2 separate regions of the Rattus norvegicus genome follow, and region 1 is linked to region 2. A link is a contact called in public Hi-C data. All regions are on one chromosome and are shown on one strand. The core of a region is the stretch at or near the end of the contact, and the rest is flanking DNA. Distances in the headings are between cores, read along the strand shown. Region 1 overlaps Arhgef5 (Rho guanine nucleotide exchange factor 5). Region 2 has its middle 21 kb from the start of Or6b1.

Region 1 (4,195 bases), core at 1,095-3,594, 290 kb after region 2:
TGTTTTCTTCTCAGATTACTTAGTACTCACTGAACCAAGTTTACAATGCAGAGTCTCATAAGAACTCCAGCCTATATGGCAGTGTTATGAAAAAACATACATGTACAGATAATATCGCCTACTAGCTTCTTCTAATAAGACATTGGAGCTTAGCCAGTTGACTCTGCTTTGTAGCTTCAGAGCTTGTAGAAGGAATTAGAAGGCACAAGTGGGTAGTGAGAGTCTGTTCAAATAATTGAGCACATCCATAGGCACAGATAGGTTAATTTGGGTGGATTTGGCAAATGTTATTCCAACCATTTGTGACTTTCTGCTGTGACTTCAATTGCCATGAAGATGCCAGCCTAGGTGTTCAATCTTCTGGTAAAAGTCAGTGGAAAGAGTCCTAGCATCCAGTTACCATGCTGCCACGAGTCAGTCAGTCCATATCCCTAAACAGCACCCGATCAATACACTGCAAAGTCCAAGCCAAGCAGACAATCATTCTCTGTCTCCTTTAACATTGCCTTTGTTGGTTGAAGAATGTCACCACCATTGTTTTTCCTGTCTAGCATCTCACCTGACAGCGCATGGCATCCTTTGTCCCATCTTTTAAGCAGGATCCCTATAGTCCTTCCTTGGTCATTCTATTATAGTTTATGATTAAGAGGACTCCAGGGCAGAGCTGCATTGCGGCTTTGCACAAGGGTAAGAATGAAGCAAAATGTGTTAATAACATAATGTAAATAAAATGTGTTCATTAACAAATTATTAACAGTTTGTTAAAAGTGTATGTTAATACTAACTCTTGACAACACACTGCTTTTTTAACCCATTCTAAAATTCAAGTAAGCTTGCTTGCCTTTTTTAAAATATACAAATATTTTATTTGAGGCAGAATGAGGACTAAATCTACACTAGGGATAGTTTTAGGGAAGCCCAGTTGATATGTTCACAACTGACTTTAATATTGTGACATATTTTGTATATGTATATTAATATGTAATTTAATGAAATTCATATTAGTCCCTGTGGTAAATACATTCCAAACTATTTGTGTAAATAACATTAAAGTAGAGAGTTACATACAACCTTGCAATTTCCAGGCAAGTTCTTTAGTATTTCTTTAGAGGTAAAAATAACCCAATTCTTTATTATTGATGTGCCAGCAGCTGTTGTATTGTCTGGTTGTTTCAGATTATATATGTGTGTGTGTGTGTGTGTGTGTGTGTGTGTGTGTGTGTGTGTGTATGCATTGGATTATTTTTATCTAATCTGGAAAACCAAAAGACATTTGGCTTCTGCATATCAGATGGTCCTTAATTTAAAAGAGAGAAACTTAGATATTTGTTTTTAAAAAGGGGGGAGAAACTAGACATGGGTAATCTCTCTTCAGTTGAGTTAACTAAATTTTCTATAGATTTGAGTTTGGGGAAATGGTGTATATGCAGACCCAGTGATTGTCCCGTCCTCCAGATACTCATGAATTTGTCAGGCTGATGTCATTGGCTCCAAGACCCAGCAGCTGCTTATAACAGGGTGAGAAACACCGCATTGAAACGTGGAGGGCATTCAGCTTTTGGTTGCATTTCTAAGTCATGCACGAGGGATATCATCATCAACAGGCCTGCTTACAGATCTGAACAGAGATGGACGTGGCGCTTGTAATCAAGTACATCTGTACTGAATTGGTTCCGATATGTAGCTGTTCACACCAAACTGGGTCATTTTTATAAATTCCTGTGAGTTGCTTATTCAGAGTTTATATTCGCCACCCACCTTCAGTTAAGGTTAACTACGAGTTTAGGATTTTTATAGTGCCTTAGGATGAGTTCTGATACCATCAGCCTGTGGGGATTCCCCCCCCCCCTCCACCTTTTCTTTCAGGTCTGGGGCTCAAATTCAGAGCATTGATTGGGAGGCCAACATTCCACTACTCACCTCCACTCCATGGTCCCTTTTTAACATTAACCTTTGGGATAAATATTACTCAAAAGTCTAAATAGATTAGTCTAAATAGACTTTCTTCCTATGACTTACGTTTTATCTCCTAGAAGTAAACTTGATTGTAGCTTGGATTCTCTTGAGGTACCCACATAGTCTGTGTGCTTTTTCAATGGTATTTCATATATTACGTATTTAATTATGTAATTACGTATTTAGTGCTATTTCCCTCATTACGAATTGTTTTCTGGATCAAATTATAAAGGCCCGGTGTTTTGGTCTAGTAGCCCTCTACAGACAGCTACTAGGTAATCCACCTCCCCACAGCACAGCGTGTGTGCATGTTTGGGCTTGGCTTTGAGACCTCTGTGTAAATATGTTAAATGGTGATGACTTGGTTTTATCACTACCGCAGACCAATGCCCCTAAAGCCACATTAGCTGTAAGCATGACTCAGGCGCTGCATGACCATAGGGACGGGAGTCAGCAGCTAAGTGTAATCTTCTCACTCTGAAACTAGGTGTGTGGAAAGGCCAAAGGTTACAAGCAACTGATCTAGAGAGATGGGCCACACTGAACCAGGAATCAAATAAACTCCCTCTGATATAGAACATTCTCTATGCTCTATAACCTTTGACCCATCTTTGCAACCTGCCCATTTTTAAAGTGACAGTTACGAGTGGAAATTTCCCTTACTCCTTCCTTGTAAGAGTGCTCAGTCTAATTGCCACAGAACGTTACAAAAAGAAATGGCCGCCAGTGATCAGAGTGTTGACTCTGGGTGGGTACTGGAGGAAGAATTTGGGGAAGAAAGGAGCTCTAAGCTGTTTTTCCCAGCTGGTAAGGGTGGAGGTGACTGCTGATCCCTGCTGCTTGGTGAATGAGTCATGGCACCTGAGGGCAGACCTTGCAATAGGGCAGGGCCAAGTCTGGCCACAAATGAAGCACGAATGAGCAGATAAATATTTTCCTGGCACTTTACCTGAGTCTTTCAGAGAGGCAACTCTTCCTGAACAATGCAAACGGAAACTGCGGGGTAGAAGCCAGTCTGTGTGTGCACTAATATGGAAATTCTAAATCTGCTTGCAGACCAAGGGGCTCCTGAAGACCAACGTGAAAGTTTAGACTGTTCAGGGAAGGTAGCCAAGATCAACAGACCATCAGCTATGGTAGATCAGAGTCACAGAGAAACCGTAGGCCACCAAAGGAGTAAGTCCTGGGATAAAAGGAAAATAAGATAGGGCCCATCCAGCCCATTCTTGGGTGTTTTCTTAAGATCACATGGTGATGGGAGTGAGATTATTCACTCTTGGTACTGCAAACACCTGAAGACCTTTGTGTCTTAAGAGTCTCAGTCCTGCTCTTAGACAGACTTAGTAGAGCTGGAGATGGGAAGGGACTTGCTGTCACACAGCCAATTAATTAGGAGCTACAGGTGCAAACAACTCCATGTTCACTGAGATTTCAGCAAGTCGTCTTTGGAGTTTGCTGTTTTCATAATAGGCTGAAGGTGATTTGCCGTGAGGTAGAAAGGTTGGACAGACAGAATGAGCAGCCAGGTTGTTTCTGAGAGAGCAGGAAGAGCCGGCACTCACATGTATGGGTGGTTAATAAGCAGGTGCATGTGATGGTGCTGAGCTGGGTTGGGCAACAGATTGGAAACAAGGGTCAAGGTGTGGTCTCCAGGTAATTTATTATCCTTACACAGTGGGCCTTCAGATACTAGAGAGAACTTGTGTGCAAGCATGTGCCAATGTATATGCATGTATGTTTTAAATTTAGAGGAGGAACATAGAGAATATTTGGACAAGGTGGATTTGATGCACAAGACTAGATTTCCTCTCTGGAATAAAGTAATGTTAGAATTAACTAACAAAAGGGAAACAGGGTTGGCCATTTGGGAATTAAAAAGCAAATTGAAAGTGTTTTAAATATTTGGCAGTTGTGCTGTTGCTCTTGTATGCACCTGTGTGTGCTTTCTTAGTTCTCCACTTTATTTCTGGAGACAGGGTCTATCACTGAGGATAGGACTTGCTAATTAGGCTAGCATAGCTTGTCAGGGAGCCCTGGAGATTCTTGTGTCTCTGCCCTCCCACTGTGGGCGTTACATGTATGCACCAGTGTGCCCAGATGGTACAGGTGCACCAGTGTGCCCAGATTTTTATTTGGTGCTAGGGATCAAACTCAGGTACTCGTGCTTTTGCAGTAAGCAGTTTTCCAATTGAGCCATTTCTCTAATTTCAGAAAGACTTATTTTTCAATCTGTTATACT
Region 2 (3,714 bases), core at 997-3,496:
TTCTCAGTTTGGATGCACAGTATTGTAAGACATGATTTCTCATCTCATGTAGCCTACCATAATAGGGCATGGAAATGAAATAAAATATGATGGGAAAATAATAATTACTCAGTGAATAAAATAGCTTAATAAATTATAAAGGAGATTTAGGATAACAGAATAGTAAAAAAGCATGATTTGGAGTTCTTATTTTGTTTTGTTTTTCAAGGAGATGCAGGATTTGATTGGATATTGAAAGTTTTAAATGACTAGAAAATCTAGGAAAGAATACTGACTGTGAAGGGAGGGATGGGCTAAGGAACAGAGAGCAGAAGACAAGACAAAATCGGAAAGCAGTGTTAAGCCACAAGTAAGATGTCAGTCAACTTCAGAGGAAGGCTTTAAATCTCCAAAAGCAAAACACTGCGCTCAGTTAGTACCACACAGGAAACCAGAGGCACATGCTTCAGACTAGTCCCTCCAACTTACAGAATCACAGACAAGCTTGGGAGTTGTAAATATAAATCAAAAGGAAGGAAGAACAAATTATCATCAGCTGTGTCAATAGGTGCTTCCCACTTGGTAAAAAATATTTCCACTGGGCGCATATACATGCATTTAAAATGTATAATAGTTCAAATCACTTGAAGAGATCTGAACACAGTGTGTTTCAGAAAACTGTATTAGATGACTTATAAAATATCTGTAGATGACAAGGCACTGACACAGGTGAACTGGGTCATTACAGTGCAGTGTGGAGGTGAAAATGACCATTACTAAGTAGCTCCTATTACTTAACAGTATTTGTGATTTTCTTAATGATGTGACCTTGCTATGTAGCCCTGCTTGGCCTGAAACTCACTGCATAGCCCAAAATAAACCTTAACTCACAGAGATTCTCTGGCTTTTAGCTCTGCCTCCCCATTGCTGAGATTAATAGCATATGTCCCTATGCTCAGCCATTCTACATGATCTTAAGAGTGCAAATGAATATGAGGTCAACATACAAAGAAGGGTCAGGTTTTACTTTCCTTCGGTATTATTGAGTCACATTTACTTTCTCTTGGTTAGTCTACATCCTAGATGGACGTTTCTCAAATACCATCCTTTCATAACAAGGAACTCCAGCACCAGAAGCCTGGACACATTAAAGAGATCTTTACAACTCATTGATTTTAAATATTTATGGACTGGCATGATCTTCCCATGAAAGAAAGTAGGTAACACCCCTCCCCTTGCTTCTGCATGCCTCCAGAACTGACCTAGACTCAGAGATAGGTAACAATGTAAAGTGAGAGGCCTAAGTCTAATTACTCTCAGCATGGCTAGCAACTTTGTTACATTTATCTGTAACCCATTGTGGTCTCACTGACTCACTAATTTGAGCCTCTAACTGCACCATACAAATGCCAGTAGATATTCATTTAGTTATCTAAAGTCTTTTGATTAGTTTATCATGTATCTCTCCAGCCACACAACAGTAACTTGGTGTTTAAGTCTTTAAATCACAATTGTTCTATGGCATCTGAAGTGATAAGAAAGCCAGACAGTAGAGTTTTTACATTGTTCATGCTTTGTACTTTCTAGTAAGCTTTTAGCAACATCCTGTGCAAGTTAAAAATGAGTGAATCTTGCTGCTGCCTACAGTGGGGTTGCATGCTGTTTATTGAACAGCTCACAGGAAAGTTGGTATGTTTAAAATGTTCATAGTCCTATTCAAGACCATGGCAGGCTTGCGCTAGACCTCTCTAAGTAGCATTTAGACATTTCCCCACATATTTATATAGTTTGTTAAGTTTGAAATTTTAAAATACTTCAAAATTTTAGTTCTTTAAATCATTGACACTTGTTTTTTAAACTTTTCTGAGAAAAAAATATACCTGTTTTATTTTCTATTTTTGCAACCAGTGATATGAACGGTTTAATTTCTGCCCTTTTCTTGGCTTTGCTTGAAAGCTCTCGTGGCATTTGCCAAGAAGGTTTGTTGTCCTTTGGATTCAGATTCTCTGGAACATTCACCAGATGCCAGTGTCTGACCCACCATCTGATCTTCCACGTATTCACTTTCTCCATGATCTCATATGGGTGAGAAAATTCAATGACTGTCTCCAACCACTTAGGTGCCATTTTACCCATGTGTGGTTCCTCCTTATGGAAACTGCTCCTGCTTTGTTTCCTGTTTATGGTGTATTTTAGCTGTGGACTGTCTGTCACTGTCACTGCATTGTTCTGTTCCTACTCATATCCTTATATGCCAACTGTGCTTTGGGTCTGGATTAGACCTTGTCTGATAGGAAGTTTATGGCCCATATTTGGCTGCTGCTTGCCAGACTCTCGACTGTCCAGACTTCTCTTTTTAATCCTGACTAATCTCCTTGGTTTACATCTGTCCTATACAGAGAGTAAAGCTAGGCTTTTTAAAAATAAGAAAATCTGTAAATTCTTTAACAAGTAGCTTGCTGACATTTATTATCATGACTGAAAAGTCCTGATGTTTGAGTTCCTCTTATCTGGCCTTAGGCTGATCTTATAGCTTTTTGAAAAAATATTTGTGCAAAATGTAAATGAAAATTACTTTAAGCATTCGTTTTTCCCATGGCAGATGGCTGCTATGCAGACAACAACAAAATAACAAAAGTTATTAGGAACACAAGAGGTAGCAGGAATTCTTATACACTGTTCTTGGGGATGTTAAATAGTTTATGGAGGTCATTTTTGGAAATTCAGCAAAAGACTGAAATTATAACAATCCTGAGACTCAGCTATAGCCCTCTTTCGCATACACCTGCTTACATAACTTCATATAAGGAAGACACATGTACACACATTTATCACAGTACTACTTGAAATACCCAAGACCTGGAGGCAGCTTAAGTCCCCATCAAAAGGTCAGGAGAGAAAGAAAACAATGTCATAGTCACACACACACACACACACACACACACACACACACACACACACACACACACACTCAACTATTATTCAACCACAAAGAAAAATGAAATTCTATCATTTGCAGTTAAATCATAGGAACTATAGATCATGATGTGTGATTCTTCAGACACAATAAGACTGATATTCACATGTTTTCTCTAATATACAAAAACAAGCAAACCCAAAAGGAAGTAGAAGGGGGACTACTGGGGAAATAGAAGGAAGTTGCTAGGAAGAACAGAGAAGAAAAGAGTAGGAAAGAAGGCTCAACAAGCAATAGATGCATGTGGGGAAGTATAGGCGTGAAACTCACTCCTTCGTAACATGCATTGATGGCTATGGGAGCAGTAAAAAGAAAAGGGAATATACACTGGAGAGGAGTAGAGAAGGTGTTTCTGTTCAAAGGTGATACAAAGCTGCACAGAAAACTCGTTATACTTAGGAACACACATAATTAAGTATGAGGGAGACTTGTGTACTGAAAACCTAAAGATCACAGGAGAGAAATGGAGTTCTTAAACTATTTCATTTATGGGTACAAAAAAAATATCAAAACTATGTTGTTGTCATTTTATATTTGTGTTCCTTTTAATAATTTGGAGAAGTGAGATTTTTATCTAGTAGTCATGTTCATGTTTGGATCTCCGTTTTCCTCTTTCCTGTCAATAATTCATTTTCTTCTAATAATAATTTCTTTTTGTTTCTGTGATGCTGGACATCAGGACCATGTGAATAATGGGCAAACACTCTCTCACCAAGCGATATTCCTGGTATACACTTGTTTTTGGTTCATTTTTCATG

Evidence for each region. Hi-C and Micro-C count contacts between places; a contact is called where the count stands out from the background.
Region 1: a Hi-C map of the A7r5 cell line shows a contact between it and region 2, with 3 times the contacts expected there. The contact joins two enhancer-like sites. A contact is called at or near these places in 3 of 12 Hi-C or Micro-C datasets (the A7r5 cell line, Schwann cells and frontal cortex).

What each region holds. Positions count from the first base shown.
Region 1 is chr4:73,111,242-73,115,436 of GRCr8, forward strand. Arhgef5 (Rho guanine nucleotide exchange factor 5) reads left to right here. Exons shown (of 15, transcript NM_001427415.1): 15 at 1-1,070. Among named protein-coding and RNA genes, the nearest start is that of Nobox, 21 kb to the right of the region's middle. Within about 2 kb of position 2,345, at least 8 of the 93 cell types and tissues checked have an H3K27ac peak or open chromatin away from gene starts, as enhancers often do. A contact at or near this core is called in the A7r5 cell line, where this site is marked.
Region 2 is chr4:72,819,260-72,822,973 of GRCr8, forward strand. No RefSeq gene overlaps it. Among named protein-coding and RNA genes, the nearest start is that of Or6b1, 21 kb to the left of the region's middle. Within about 2 kb of position 2,247, at least 1 of the 93 cell types and tissues checked has an H3K27ac peak or open chromatin away from gene starts, as enhancers often do. A contact at or near this core is called in the A7r5 cell line, where this site is marked.